Linked DNA regions of Macaca mulatta: region 2 is linked to region 1. A link is a contact called in public Hi-C data. All regions are on one chromosome and are shown on one strand. The core of a region is the stretch at or near the end of the contact, and the rest is flanking DNA. Distances in the headings are between cores, read along the strand shown. Region 1 holds the start of NBL1 (NBL1, DAN family BMP antagonist). Region 2 holds the start of CAPZB (capping actin protein of muscle Z-line subunit beta).

What was found. Hi-C and Micro-C count contacts between places; a contact is called where the count stands out from the background.
Region 2: a contact with region 1 is called in a Hi-C map of cortical neurons, with 3 times the contacts expected there. The contact joins the promoter of CAPZB here to the promoter of NBL1 in region 1. A contact is called at or near these places in 5 of 14 Hi-C or Micro-C datasets (blood, cortical neurons, fetal cortical plate and 2 more).

What each region holds. Positions count from the first base shown.
Region 1 is chr1:221,334,521-221,338,119 of T2T-MMU8v2.0, reverse strand. NBL1 (NBL1, DAN family BMP antagonist) reads left to right here and starts at 1,584. Exons shown (of 4, transcript XM_028838653.2): 1 at 1,584-1,720. It overlaps LOC114673966 (a long non-coding RNA gene), which reads right to left and starts at 2,382. Exons shown (of 3, transcript XR_003724838.2): 1 at 2,224-2,382.
Region 2 is chr1:221,487,403-221,490,699 of T2T-MMU8v2.0, reverse strand. CAPZB (capping actin protein of muscle Z-line subunit beta) reads right to left here and starts at 1,455. Exons shown (of 10, transcript XM_077972150.1): 1 at 1,354-1,455.

The sequences.
Region 1 (3,599 bases), core at 335-2,834:
AACCGCATCTCTACTAAAAATACAAAAACTGGCCGGGCGTGGTGGTGGGCACCTGGAATCCCAGCTACTCGGGAGGCTGAGAATTGCTGGAACCCAGGAGGCAGAGGTTGCAGTGAGCGGAGATCTCGCCATTGCATTTCAGCCAGGGTAACAACAACAAAACTCCGTCTCAAAATAATAGCAATAATAATAATAATAATAATTCAATCATCTCACCTGGCCTGCCCATAAGCAATGAAGACACTGAAATAAACACATGATTCCTGCCCTCAAGGTATAATGGAGGAAAGAGATGTACACAGCTATTCTAGAGGGAAACTGACATGAACAGAAGTTCTCATCCAGTGCTCCAGGATCACACTGGAGGAGGGAGATGCTCCCAGAGGGTCTTGGGAAAGCTTTCCAATCTGGTGCTGTTAGAATATTTGCCAGAGATGAAAGGAGGGGAAGGGAATTCCGGGTAGAGGGAAGGGCGCAGGAAACAGCTAGGAGGCACAGATGCAGGCTGGGTGTGGAGGGTGCGGGTAGGCTGGAGTACACCAGGGAGTTTCCAGCAGGCCACTAGGAGCCACCCAGGATGCTCGGCAACCTCATGAGTCAGACGAGCAGGGCTGCGTCTATCTGGAAGTTTCCAGCCAAGTTAGGTAAAACACATGGACACAGGTAACTATGCTGTAAAGCAAAATCCCCAAGTCCTACAATCGTGTCCCAGTGGTGTCCCTGGGCCACCACTTTCCAGGAGCAAAGTTATTTTCTTACCCCGTTGTTAAGCACACAGAGAAGGCACGGCCGCAATCCATCCACCCAAGTGCCCACTGATCAGATAGGAACCCCCGAGGTGAGGCTGGAAGCTGGGGCCAGGCGCTCCACTCTTCTCAGGAGTCAGAGAAGTGAGTTCATTTGCTGGCTTTCTAGTTCCTAATAGTCCCTGGGGCTTTTCGGGATGCTTAACAAGTGTGTGGGGCCGAGAGCAACGCTAGGATAACACTGGGCAAGGTTGAGTGACCCAGGTTACCAACAGCACGGACTTGAACCGGGTCGCATACCGGAGCGGGCGAGATGGGGTGCACCGCAGAACCGCAGAGTGAGGAGGGACTCCTGGTGCCGGGACGCGGCAGGCTGGGTCGCCCCATTCTTGAGGCAAGTCTGCAATGCCCGGTGCCCACAAAAGGGACACATCCATCTTTGTCACCCCGAGGCCTGGCACGGCCTGACGGCCCAGGCTCGCGAAAAGTCGGGCGGAGAGGGTGGAAGCGCAGAGAAACCCGGGGAGGGCGCTTTAGAACGGGCCAGGGCGCCCGGCTGCGCTGCCCTGCTTCTCGGGCGCCGGCCAGGCGTCCCGGCCGCCCCACCACGCCGTCGGAGCGCGCCGAAGCCCAGCCCGGGGCGGGCGGGCGGGGAGAGGGCCCGGGGCCCCGGCCGCTGCGGCGCCCCCTCCTGCGCACCCGGAGGGAGAGGCCGCGCGCGCCCGCCCGCTCTTTCTGCGCGCGGCCCTCCCCGCTGCCCCCGCCCTCGCGCCCTGTTTGGAGGGAGCCACCCTGACGTCGGAGCCGCTCCCCCGCGCCGCGCGCCCGCCCGGGGCCGCAGACGGCGCGCAGCGCAGCCCAGCCGAGCGTCGCGGGGCCGCCCCCAGTCCTGCCGGCCGCCTCGCCGAGCCTCCTGGGGCGCCCGGGCCCGCGACCCCCGCACCCAGCTCCGCAGGACCCGGCGGGCGCGCGCGGTAAGTCCCGCCCGGGCCGGCACGCGGGCGCCCGGCTTCCAGAGGCTTCGGCCGCGGGGGCAGCGCCGCGCCCCCAGCCCGGAGCTCCGTCCCCCGGCGCGTCCGGCGGCCGCGCCACCGGGTGGAGGCGCCGCCGCCGAGCCCGGGAGCCTAAGGGGACCTGGCGGACGCCTCCGGACGCCGGCGCTGGGGACGTGGGCGCGGCATGGGGTGGCCGGGGGGCACCGCCGTGCCCGGAGCCCGTCCCCAGACTCGCCCCGGGGTTCCGTTTCTCGATCGGAGTTTCCGCGACCGGGAGAGAGAGGGAGCGAGGGAGGGAGATGCGTGGCCGGGCGGGCCGGGCTCGCATGTCCCCCGGTCATGCCCGGGCCTCGCCGCGCCTCTCGGCTCTGGACGTTTCCGCCTCCCGCGGCCCCCTCTGCTTCGGTCCCCACGTCCGTGTGTCTGTCCCTCCGTCGCTCCGTTTCCGCCGCTCACTTTCCCCGGGTCTGCCCGTCTCTTACCGTTCCCTGTCTGCCTCCGTGTTCGGCTGCCCGCGTTTGTGTCTCTGCGCTGCCCTCCGTGGGGGTCTCGCCCTGTGTCTGCGCGTCTCCCTGACCCCCCGCCCTCCGATCCAGACAATCCCCCCAGTGTCGGAGGCTCGCCTTCCCCCAGCGGGGTTCACGAATAGTTTCCTAGACCGGGTGCGCCAAACCCTCCCCCTGCCTCCCGCCAGCCCCGAGGCCTGGCCCGGGTCATCTCCCTGGAATTGAGTCTGGGGCAGGGAGAGCCAGCCTTTCCGGGGGCTCAGTTTTCTTAAGAATTCCACCCCCGCGAGGCCGGCTGGACGACAGGCCCTGCTGCGGGCCACCTGCCCGGCCCGCTCCTAGGGCGGGGCGATTCTGATCTTTTACAAGCGGCGGCAGAGGGGGCAGCCGCCCGCCTTGGCGTGGCCGGGGGTTGGCGGGCATCAAGGGAGAAGGCCATACTTCCAGGCTTTCGGAGGCCCTGGCTCCCCTAGCTGGACGCCACCAGCCTGTAACTAGGGGCACCCCAGGAAAACAGAGGTCAGGGCTGGAGGCCAAAGACCGGGCGCTGGCCGGGAAGCAATTTGTCAACAAGGAGCCCCTTACCCTTTGTTACTGCGGAATGGGGCCTCCCTAGACTCCCCCAGATGCTGGGACTGCTTGGGCGTGGTTTGCCTTGAGTTGGGGCCAAAGAAAAGGCGAGGCTGCAGCGTTTCCTCGGTGACCCTCACCCCTCTCCACCCACCCCTGCAAACTGGACCTCTCTCCCGGGCCTGTGTTTTGGAGGGGTGGACACGGGAGTAGGTGTTCTGCATCGGCCAGCGATATGGCCTCATTATTTTAAAGTGAAATTTCAGGCTGAGTTTAGCTGCTTCCCCCGACCCACAACCCCAAGGGTCGGAGGCTGCCGGAGCGGGCAGGGTTGTTGGTGAGGTCTGCAGTGGAACTTCTGCTGAGCAGATGTGCAGCCCGGCCCTGCAGCAGCTCATTAGCATGGATTTGTTTTGGAGACTGTTTTTGGTCTGCGGGCAGGAGGGTCTGCGGTAAGGAAGGCCTTGGCCTGGGTTGGGGGGCTGGCACAGAGGTGGCCAGGGCTGGAAGGTGCAGGCAGGCCTGGGTGACACGGGCTCGGCCCTGTGTGTCCACCCCCTGGACAGTTGACTCATGCTCTCCCCAGTGCTGAAGGAAGGAAGGAAAAGCCACCCTGCCGTGAGACTGGGGTCGTGGAATCACAGTGGCCTTAAGCAGTATGCTGGAGCCAGGCTCCTGCCTGGGGGATCTGCTGAAATGGATGTTCCCGGCCAGGCTGCCCATTTTACAGGTTGCAAACGTGAAGCTTAGGGAGGGGAAGCAAATGGTCAGTGACTCGAGCT
Region 2 (3,297 bases), core at 206-2,705, 150 kb before region 1:
TGTGGGGGCCTATGTGAAGCCCCAGGTTCCTCAAAAGTCTGGATAGCATCTGCCTTCTTTACCAAATCAAACACTACGAGTGGAGCCAGCACTCTCCCTCGGAGTTCTGCTCACCTGATCCGAGGGACTTCCATAATCAGCAGTTCCAACCCTTACAAGCTGACAGTTCAGAGGGAAGGGGAGGCTGCGCCTGCTCGGGTGCATGGTGTCCAGGCCATATGCTGGATCCTGGGCCTGCTGGCCCCCCAAGGCCATGGCCTCACAAGGGCGATTGTGCGTTCATCCTTGTCCTGTGGGCCACCCACCCTCAGCCCTCAGCTCCCACTCAGGCCTGGGCGCCGCGGACCCCGGCCCGCCCTGCAGGACGCTTCGCAAGCACAGCACCCACGGCGGCGACCTCGAGAAGGGCCCGCAGCGCAGCGCGCTGCCTTCTGAGCACACCGATGCCCGCCTTTCCCTCGCTGGCTCCCAAGCGGCCTCCCTAGAAGGGGCAACTGAGAAGGCACAGCACCGGGACCACCCCATCCCTGCTGGAGAGTTCCCCTCGCTTCCCGAAGGCTGCAAAGAAGGCGCGCCCCAGGTACAGGGAAGGGTACCCTGGGTCGTGCACGGGGCAGGGGGCAGAACCCTGATGAGAGGGTCAGGGCGGAGACCGAGCGGGGCTGACGCAGGTTACGCTAGGAGTGGCGAGAAGTCCAGGGAAGGGGATCACGGTGGGGAGGGGGCAGTGAGGTCCAGGCGGGGCCATGGGCGGAGGAGAGGAGGTCCAGATTTAAGATCACAGAGGGATGAGGAGATTCAGGCTGAGGCCACGGAGAAGAGGGGAAGCAAACCTAGACCGCTGCAGGAAGGGCTGACCGGGGTCCAGCCTGAGGCCATGGAGAAGGCAAGGGAGGGAGGGAGGCAGCGGCCTAGCCTGGGCCATGGCAGGGAGAAACGACGGCCTAGCCTGGGCGGGAGAGACGGGGGAAAGCAGACCTAGCCCTAGACCGGGGGAGGAAGGGGGCCCACGCCAGGGTCACCGGGGGGGGTGCCTGGCTGGGGCCACGGTTCGGGAGGGAAGGTCTAGCCTGGGCTATGGGAGAGACCAGCCTGGACACAGAGGTGGTGAGTGGGACTCCAGCTTGTGCCAAGGGCGAGGGCTGGGAGCGGGGGCAGGGTCACTGCCACCCAAGTCGTCCGCGCCGGCGGCACCCTCCTGGGCGGGGAGGGACCGGGTCCACCCAGGGTCCGGGACCCCGCCCCTCCCCCACCCCGGGAAGCCACCAGTCCTGGGCCACGGATGGGCCGGGGGAGGGGGACGCGAGTTCCGGAGGGGCCCCCGGGCCGGGGAGGGGGCCGTGCGGCCTTTACCATGGTGGCGGCGGCGGCGGCGGTCCCGGTCCCGGCGTCAGTGGCTCTCCCCCCCGCAGCAGGGCCCGGCGCTTCCACTTCCCCGGGTGCCCAGGAGTGAACATCCGGGTCAGCGCCCCCCTCCCCCCGCGCCGGGCCGCCGCCACCTTCCTTCCCCGCCCCGGCCCGGCCCGGGCCCGCCCCCCACGCCGCCAGCTCGCGGCCAATGAGCGCGCGGGACTGCGGCGATCGCCAAGTATGGAGAGCGGCGCGGGAGGCGGGCACCGACGGGGTGCGGGGGCGGGGTCTGCGCGGCGGGGCGGGGAGCGGCGCGGCTCGCCTGCCGGGGGTTCCGGGCTCGGGGTACGGGGCTCGGGCCGGAGGGGTGTCCGCGCTGTTGGAGGTCCAGTACCCGACTCTGGGCCTGCAGCAGCGGGTGTCGGCGAGGGAATCGCGCCCCACAGTCCCCGCGGACGGGGATGCGGAAGGCACCGGGGCTGTGAGGCGACCGGCCCTCTGCGCCCCACCCCGTGCACGCGCTCACTCCTGCGGCGCACCCGGAACTGCCGCCGAGCGGAGCGCGGCCCGGCCCGGCCGGGCCCAGCCCAGCCCATCCCAGTACGGGGCGAGCGCGCCGGTAGCTGGGCCGGAGCCCAGCGCTGCCGCTCGCTACGGCGGGACCTGGAGCGCCGCGCTGCACCTGAGCCCGGGCGGGAATTCAGGAGCCTCGGGCTGACACCATTTATTCAGCACCTACTATGTACCAGGCCTTGTTTAGGCACCGGAAGATAACAGATGAATAATAAGACATAAAGATCCCTGCCCGTATAGCTGCAGACAGAATAGCTGTGAGGATGACACAGGTAGAGATTAGAAAATTAAGTTCAACAGGCCCGGCGCGGTGACTCACGCCTGCTATGGAGGCGAGGCACTTTGGGAGGCCGAGGTGGGCCAAGGCCAAGAGATGGAGACCATCCTGGCCAACGTGGTAAAACCCCGTTTCTACTACAAATACAAAAATTAGCTGGGCCTGGTGGTGCCGACCTGTAGCCCCAGCTACCCGGGAGGCTGAGGCAGGAGAATCGCTTGAACCCGGGGGACAGAGGTTGCAGTGAGTCGAAATCGCGCCACGGCACCCCAGCCTGGCGACAGAGCAAGACTCTGTATCAAAAAAACAGCACTTTGGGAGGCCCAGACCGGCGGATCACGAGGTCAGGAGATCGAGACCATCCTGGCTAACACGGTGAAACCCCGTCTCTACTAAAAAATACAAAAAACTAGCCGGGCGAAGTGGCGGGCGCCTGTAGTCCCAGCTACTCGGGAGGCTGAGGCAGGAGAATGGCTAAACCCGGGAGGCAGAGCTTGCAGTGAGCTGAGATCCGGCCACTGCACTCTAGCCTGGGTGACAGAGCGAGACTCCGTCTCAAAAAAAAAAAAAAAAAAAAAAAAAAATACAGAAAAGAAAAAGAAAATTAAGTTCAACAAATGCTAACTGTTATGAGTACTGTTGGATGTGCTGCAGAGAACCATTCCATTTGCCCAGACGGGCTTCCTCTCTCCACAAGATGACTCAAGTTTCTCTCTCCCAATCTCTCTCTCTCTCTCTCTCCTCTCTCTCTCTCTCAATCAAATATTTGTTGAGCTTAGTCTAGGTGGCAGGAAACCTGGATTGCTAATAATATCTGCCCTCCGTGGCCTGTTTGCTTTGGTTAAATCAAATTAGGCGATCTGTGAGGGGATGGTAAACAGTACGGATGACAGGAATGTTTCCCTGAGCCAGGCCCTGTCCTCAGGGAGCTCATAGACAAGTAAAACCTTTCACAGGTAGCCACTGGCAGAAAAAGCATACGGGTAAGTCTCGCAAGAACGGTATTGGATGAGTATTACAGGAATTCACAGAAGAGAATGGCACAAGTAGTAAGTATTTATTGAGCATCTGCTATGTGCCAAGCACTGTGCTAGGCT